Regions from separate parts of the Mus musculus genome. Here region 2 is linked to region 1. The links are chromatin contacts, called in public Hi-C maps. All regions are on one chromosome and are shown on one strand. Each heading gives the region's core, a stretch centred on a gene start, on an enhancer-like site or on the middle of the called end of the contact. The rest is flanking DNA. Distances are from core to core; before and after follow the strand shown.

Region 1 (3,663 bases), core at 1,137-3,636:
CAACGCACCCTGCCTCCTTTGAAGACTCGGGATAGGGACTTGTTTCAGCTGACACGCCTTTCTGGAGCAAATGATCCAGTAGTGCACATAGCAGGCACGTGGAGTTGGATTATTCGGTCAGCATGTCCAGAGCCAGCTAGGCTCTGCCCTCTTGGATTTCATGCGTTCTGCTGACTTGAGCAAGTAGCAATTGGTACCTTGCCCAAGCCAATTATTGTGTCCTAGAAGTCCCCCATGCTGACCCCTAACTTTTTTATAGGTCATGTAAATGCATCTTAATCTAATGATGTCTTTGCCCTTTCTTACATCCTCCTTTGTAGCTTTTGCTTGAGGGAATGGTTTCTGGTTGAAAACATAACCACCCTGTCTAGCCTTTAGTACAAAGCTTTTGTGGCTTTAATGAAGAAAGAGCTTTGTGAGGGCATGGTTTTTCAGTGTTGTTTTAAAAGTATCAGATGAGCAACACCACCGTAGCCAAAAGAACATCCACTCCCTTAGCCAGGGAACGATGGCCGTAGGATTTTAGCACTTGAAAGAGGAGAGGTAGAATCTTTGGCTTTTATAGATAGAATTAATTACATATTTTCAGACCATTAAAATGTCCTTAAAGTGAAAAGGACAGGTACAGACACTTTAGCTCAAACTCTACTTTTCCCTGTGAAGGGACAGAGAGGGAGAGCAGGAAGTGTGCATATTGATAGTTGCTTTGGTCTGGGCTCTTATTATATGTGGGAAAGCCTCAGGCACCAGGCTGCAAAAGTTTGGTTTCGTTTGGTACATCTGTGTCAGTTTCAGAATATTTGAAACCCTGGGAGCATGGTGGTCGCTCACCAATCCAGAAGTCATAAAGAACTGATTTCTAGAATCCTGCATGAGTCTTAGCTGTCTCCTTTAAACACACAAAATCTCAACTGCATACCCAGTATGTTTAAAAAATCCAAATATATCATTAACTTCTTAATGATAGAACTCAAAAGGCTGTTATTGGAACGAGGGGCTCAGAGTATAGCATATGATTATGAAGTGTGTCTCCAGATCTGGTCCAATCATGCCTCCCTCAAAACAAGGCTATTTTCATCTGTACAAAGAGGGGCTACTGAATAGGCATTCTTCTTTGGAATTTCTTTCTTGGAAAAATAAAGTTGTTTCAAAAACCAGTTCAAAGCCAGTTCATGATGTGCCATTAGAAGTAACAGTGTGGCTTGGAATAGCAAGCCCTGCCTCCTTCCATGTAGTTGTTTCTAAAGGCCTTAGAGCGGGACACAGAGTCTGGGGAGAAGCAAGGCCTTAGAGCAGGACACAGAGTCTGGGGAGAAGCAAGGCCTTAGAGTGGGACATAGAGCCTGGGGAGAAGCAAGGCCTTAGAGCGGGACACAGAGTCTGGGGAGAAGCAAGAACTTAGAGCGGGACACAGAGTCTGGGGAGAAGCAAGAACTTAGAGCGGGACACAGAGTCTGGGGAGAAGCAAGGACTTAGAGCGGGACATAGAGGCTCGGGGCAAGCTTTTCATTTATTAATAGAAAATGTAAGAATTACCTCTTAATTCAATAAAATTCTGCCAAAAATATAAAGGTTGATCTATAGTAACTCACAGTAGTGCAAAACTGTATAACATTTGAAATGGTGATATTCTATGTGTAGTGACTAAATTAGGTTATAAAATATTGTTTATTTATGACCCTGTTCCTATACAGGTGACTCCTAACAGTACCCCACACTGACCCCGACTTTATTTTGCAGGTCGTGTAAATGCATCTTAAGTTAGTGATGCCTTTGCCCTTTCTGGCTTGAACCTGCACAGGCGCTATGCAGTAATACTGCCACAGTCTCTATGAGTTCACATGGCCGTCGGTCCCGTTTTATCTAGAAAACATGTCTACATATGTGTCTGGGAACAGAATGCTATATACCACATGTAAGCAGTCCTTCTCTCTAGTCAACGTTTCTAATTGAAGATACTTTTTCATTCAGTAGATTCAGATCCGTGGTTTCACCTCCCAGATCCTCCCCACCTCCCATCTACCCAGCTCCATGCCTTCTCTCTTTATAGAAAACAAAGATTGTTTTAAAATAAGGAACAAGCTGAAGAAACACACTCACACAACAGAAAATAACACACAAGCAAAATTAGTAAGATTTTTTAAAATGTCAAAACAAAGCACTACAGAAAGAAATCTATAAAAAAAACACCATCATTCTTTTCTGTTGGTTCTTTTGTGTTGGTGTATTGGCCTTTTACTTTGGGGCATGGGCTTATATACCCAGTGAGACTCCATTGGAGAAAACGTAATTTTTCCTGTGCTAGTGGTTTGCAGTTGGTTAGGGACGGGAGCCTGTGAAGGCTCTGTTCTTGCTGCTGTGAGTTGAGTCATATGTGCCTTGTTCAGCTGATTCAGAGGACCTTCTTTTCCTGGTATCACCCATCCACTCTGGCTCTTAGAATCTTTCTGCCTCCTCTTCCACACAGATCCCTGAGGTGGGAGAGGTTTGAAGACAATGTTGCATTTAGGATTGAGTGCTCCAAGGCCACTCACTCTCTGCATATTGTCCAGTTGTGGGTCACGGTGTTAGTTACACCTGCTTCCAGAGGAAGCTGCTCTGATGGCTGCTGAGTGAGACTCTGATCTCTGGCTGTGGCAGAATGTCACTTGCAGTCATTTTATTACAATGTATCTTTAGCAAAACACTAGTGTTTGGGTTTCCTCTAGGTCTATGACTTAGCTAGTCTCAGGTTCTCAGCCACTTGAGCAGTGCCAGACATGGGTTCTGTTTCATGAGGTGTGTCTTAAATCACTTCAAGCAGACAGTGGTTGGTCACTCCTACAGCGTTTGTGCCACCATTGGACCCGTGTATCGTGCAGGCAGGTCACTGTTGTAGACTGAAGAGTTTGTAGTTGGTTTAATGTTTACCCTTCTCCTCCGGCAGCATGCAGAGTACTTTGCAGCACCATGGACACCAGGCGACAGCAGGGGTGAGGGGTGGGGGTGAGGGGTGGGGTGGGGGTGGGGTGAAGGTTCTAGTTAGGCACCAGTGTTACTTTGTGTTCAATGAGATATGTAATTGTTATCTTCAGTGATGGGCCTTACCATCAGTTTATGGGGAACGACCAATAATTTTGGCAATTGCTCGAGTTGTTTAGGGGTTTCTTTGGCCAACAGCTTTCTGTCACTGGAGGTTTTACTTGGAGGTAGGGGATGAGAGATGTCTAGTTGTGGTTTTGTCTCCCCTATTTTTGAGATTTCATTTATGTTATATATATATATATATATATATTTTTTTTTTTTTTTTAAGAAGCTTCTACTGGGGTAGGTTTCCACATGGCCCCCAGATAGCCTGTTGTGCTACCTGTCCCTTTTTATATCCCTCCCTTAGTGCCCGCCTTCCCTGATTGACTCCCCTGCTTCAGTTCCCGCCCACCCCCACCTTAACTGTATGTTCCGTTCCCCCTTCCTTGGGCGAGCCTCCCGCAGCCCTACTCCCTGCAGCTAACCTCTATGGTTATACAGATTGGAGTCTGTCTAGACAACTATTGGAAGCTTATGTAAGTAGGGTCTCAGCCAGCGGACAAAGCAGGCTGAGCACAAACTTTAGTGATAAGTAGCGAGCTAGAAACAGTCTTCGTTGTTCTCTTTTCTATAAGTACATATTATTTTCATCATCAA
Region 2 (3,938 bases), core at 35-2,534, 180 kb after region 1:
AGGCCCCTCACCTTCTCATGATCTGGATTTCGAGGCACCAGCGGTCTCTGTTCTTTGGGCTGAGCTCCTGTCGGCATTGCTTGATGGCGATCTGTTCACCTGTCGCCTACAGAGAGGGCACGCTGGACGTCAGAGCGATGGACAACCAGACCTATGACCACCGCAGAACCCCAGTGCCATACAGGCATCCTGCAGAACACCTGGACACCTGGCTGGCCTGCCTGTCTGTCTGTCTGTCTGCCCTCCTCACCACCCCCACATCACAGTTTGCCCATCTTCCCGCTGCATCTATCCATCGAGGGGGCACAAATTCTTCACATCTTGCTCTGTCGCTGCCTCCTCCACACCCCTGCCCCCCTGTAGCACACCCCTGTCCGGGGCTTCTACTTCTCTCTGCACACGCTAACTGTTGCCGTGGTAATAATGCCAGGTTAAGCCATCCAGCGCTGCTGGTGATTGGCCTGTTTCACATATAAAAGTGGCGCTTCCGTGTGATTGATTCAACTACTGGCCCAGTGAGTGTCTCCCTTGTTTCATGTAAGAGGTTTTTTGTTTTTTCCTTTCTCTTTGGAGAGAAGACAAACATAGTGTAGTCAATGAGACACAGAACAGCTCAGGTTCCAACTCTCTTTCACCAGCTGTGTATCCTTGGAGCAAACTACATACAGACTGTGTCTTCACTTATGCAACAGGAATACTGACCTGCCACAGCTCAGGGCTGTAATGAGGACAGAGATGTAGCTATATCATACAGATAGAAAGCCCATAGCAAGTGCCTGACAATTCACAAGAGCACAGTCCTGAGAGTATGGCATATACTCTTCCAAAGCCTGCTTTCATTATTTATTTACATCCTTATTTACTGTAGAATGGTCTAATGGATCCAAGCCTAGACTGATATTCACTATGGCTACAAGGATGACACTGGATTTCTGATCCTCCTGACGCATCTTACCATATGCTAAGATTACAGGTGTGCATGGACCACCACGCCCACTTTATATGGCGCTGGGGATCAAACCTAGGGCTTTGTGAACACTGGATAAGCACTCTACCAACCAAATTACACCCTTAACCACACTGTGTGGGTTTTTTACTGAAAGAGTCAGTATTTTGTGACTTATGACTGGCTCCTGAGGTTAACAGGCATCTCTTTGCTGGTACAAAAAGGAGACCATGGGAACACGTAGGAGAGGAGGGTTCTGAGCTGTGGGTTGGGCAGTGGCAGCAGAGAGAAGCCCTGGTGTCAGGTGTCCTGGAACCACCAGGGCAGCCTCGACTTTGGACAGTAGTATCAGCGTCCCTGTTCACGGTGACGCCACTGAGAACAGCTAGGGATAAAGCCTCCCAACAGAGCTTACTGCGGTGTTTTGCACGGTATAAAAAATACCTGTAGCAAGAACAGGAAGGCAGAAGTTCATCCATGGAGAGCATGCTCTATTCTGTCTGGAGAGCTCTCATCTGGGAACTCAGCAAGGGCTTCCCCAGGGGATTTCTGATGGATGGCGTAAGCACCTATCTGAGGAAGCTTCAGTATTCGCTGCCAGTTGGACTACTCCTGATCGCTCTCTCTGGATGGTGTAGGCGCCTATCTTGAAGCTGCTCTGCTGTTTACCTGTCTACTGTTGGCTATTTAGCTGTTGGCTATTTATTTTTTCATTTCTGCTTGCTACAAACTTAAAAACAAAAACAAAAAACACTTCACATATTCAAAACTGATGGTGGGTTATTTTCCATACAAAACAAGATTTCTGCTTCTATAGGTAAAAGGCAAAAGACTAAAACCTCTAAAGACCTTTAAAATCAACTTTAATCAGCACAGATAATACTGTTGGCCCCATGAAAGAAGTCCTAGAGGCCCCATAGACCATTTCCGCACTTGTACATTCTATAAAAAGAATCCTAAAACTTTAAAGTGTGTGATTCGTACAGTAATGAGTTAAACCAACACGCACAGGACCCTGGCAAGACAAGCAGGCGGCTGTCATCAGCATCCGACAGGATCACTGCCTCACGGTCACCCAAAACTCCTGCTGCTGCTTGGGAAACGCTGGTAAGAGAACGCTCCAAACACCAGGAGGAGTTATCTAATGTGATCAATGATTAAGAAATCCACCCTGAAATGGATGATTAAGACTGACAACTTCAGAAATGAGGGTGGTCATCACCATTCTAATGCCGGAGCACAAATATAACAAAACCTCTAAAATGTTCTCAGGATGTGTTTTTAATCGAGAACTACTGCTTAAGCTGTCTAAGATGCACTTACGTCCATGCCTAGTTTTCTGGTCTATTCTAAGTATACAACCAAAATCACAGCTGATGCTGGAGCAGGGTCTCCACCCACAAACCCCACCCACTTCCCATCGTCCCTGGCGTCTTTACAACCCCTAGACAACACACATCTACTTTCTGTCTGTGTGGATTTACATGCTCTGGACATTCCGTGTAAAACAAGTCACATGTGTGAAATTTTACACAGACGCTCTCGCTTAAAGCCACAGTTCACTCACACTGCGGCTACGGGTCCACTCTTGTGACCTCAACAGCCTCCTCATGGCCGCCCACGGGAGGAGGTATCATTAACTGGGGTCTGCCCCACCATCATTCTCTCCTTTTCTTTGTCTGTTAGAATCCTGGTTTTGGGGAGTGGGTGGGTAGGGGAGTGGGGGTGGGTGGGTATGGGGGACTTTTGGTATAGCATTGGAAATGTAAATGAGCTAAATACCTAATAAAAATGAAAAAAAAAAAAAAAGAATCCTGGTTTTGGCCTGGATTCTGAGGCTCTCTCTGAAGAGCTGATTTCCTTTCCACACTATATCCACTATGGCTGCTGAACACAGCAGAACCCAGGGAGAAGTCCATCTCTGGTCTTCAAGAGTGAGCGACCATACTAGAAAAACATTCCTCTAATGGACGGACATTCTCAGAAGCCACAGCCTGGAAAACACCGTGCTTCGAGATCTTGAGCTTCCAACGAGTCTCCCTCCTCTCAAGCCGACTGGAACCGTCCTCAGTTTCACTTCCTGTCAGTGCTGGGACTCAAATATTTTCTTGCCCAGTTCTAGGGTGGATTCGTCAACAGCAAACCCCACTGATGTTGAATGCTGAGGTTAGAGTGTTGAAACGTAATTACTTTTGTAACAGCATTGAGAGGTGGGGCTGCGGAGAAGCTGATGGGGTTGCAGGCAGCCACGGTGAGATGCTATCATGTAGAGACCTTTGTGACGGCACAGTGGAAGACATGTCTTTAAGTGAGAGAAAGTGCCTGTCTGAAATGACCAGAGCCTTGATCTCTGCCTTACAAGTCAATCAGCCTAACACCCCGCCCAGGCTCATATAGGCAACCTTAATTAAGCCCAATGGGTCACACATACCTGCAAGATACGAAGGTAGGGGGATGTGAGAACAAGAAGGGTTTTAGTGAAGAGGGATAAGAGAGGGTAATGGGATGAACATGATCCAAAAATATTATGTACATGTACAAAATTGTCAAAGAACACATTAATAATATATTTAAGAGAAACACGGCCACCTAAGAAAAATCTATATTAAATTATTTCTCAAATGGTTGGAAGGTGAGTTTTATTCACTTGAGTAAAGGTTATTATTACCATTAAAAATAGATTACCAAGACTCAAGAACTCTACACTGGCCTTTAGTCAGAGCCTAGACTTGTGGAAAACAGGGTTCTGCAGAGGCGTGGAAGCGGGTCCGGGCAGGGGCAAGCTCGCTGCAGAAGATCTCTGGTCCAGACACTCCTATAGCTAGTATGCTGGTGGTTCTGTGGTTACATGAAGATGTTACAGTTCTGCTATGCTACCCGAGGATGAAAGAGTCCATGCTCGGAGACTAAAGAGTCTGCACACATCTAACTTTAACACACAGAGCAGTGAGTTGTTTTCTTGTTCAATTGTAATGAATTAGCCACAGGCCCA

The links. A called contact is a pair of places that touch in the nucleus more often than the background predicts.
Region 2: a Hi-C map of liver shows a contact between it and region 1, with 2.9 times the contacts expected there. The contact joins two enhancer-like sites. A contact is called at or near these places in 1 of 484 Hi-C or Micro-C datasets (liver) and 2 of 9 other capture datasets (liver and pancreatic islet).

The regions. Positions count from the first base shown.
Region 1 is chr8:22,511,010-22,514,672 of GRCm38.p6, forward strand. All of the region lies in intron 1 of Slc20a2 (solute carrier family 20, member 2), which reads left to right. Among named protein-coding and RNA genes, the nearest start is that of Smim19, 36 kb to the left of the region's middle. Within about 2 kb of position 2,387, at least 9 of the 459 cell types and tissues checked have an H3K27ac peak or open chromatin away from gene starts, as enhancers often do. A contact at or near this core is called in liver, where this site is marked.
Region 2 is chr8:22,695,152-22,699,089 of GRCm38.p6, forward strand. Ikbkb (inhibitor of kappaB kinase beta) reads right to left here. Exons shown (of 22, transcript NM_001159774.1): 3 at 12-106. Among named protein-coding and RNA genes, the nearest start is that of Ikbkb, 9.5 kb to the right of the region's middle. Within about 2 kb of position 1,285, at least 12 of the 459 cell types and tissues checked have an H3K27ac peak or open chromatin away from gene starts, as enhancers often do. A contact at or near this core is called in liver, where this site is marked.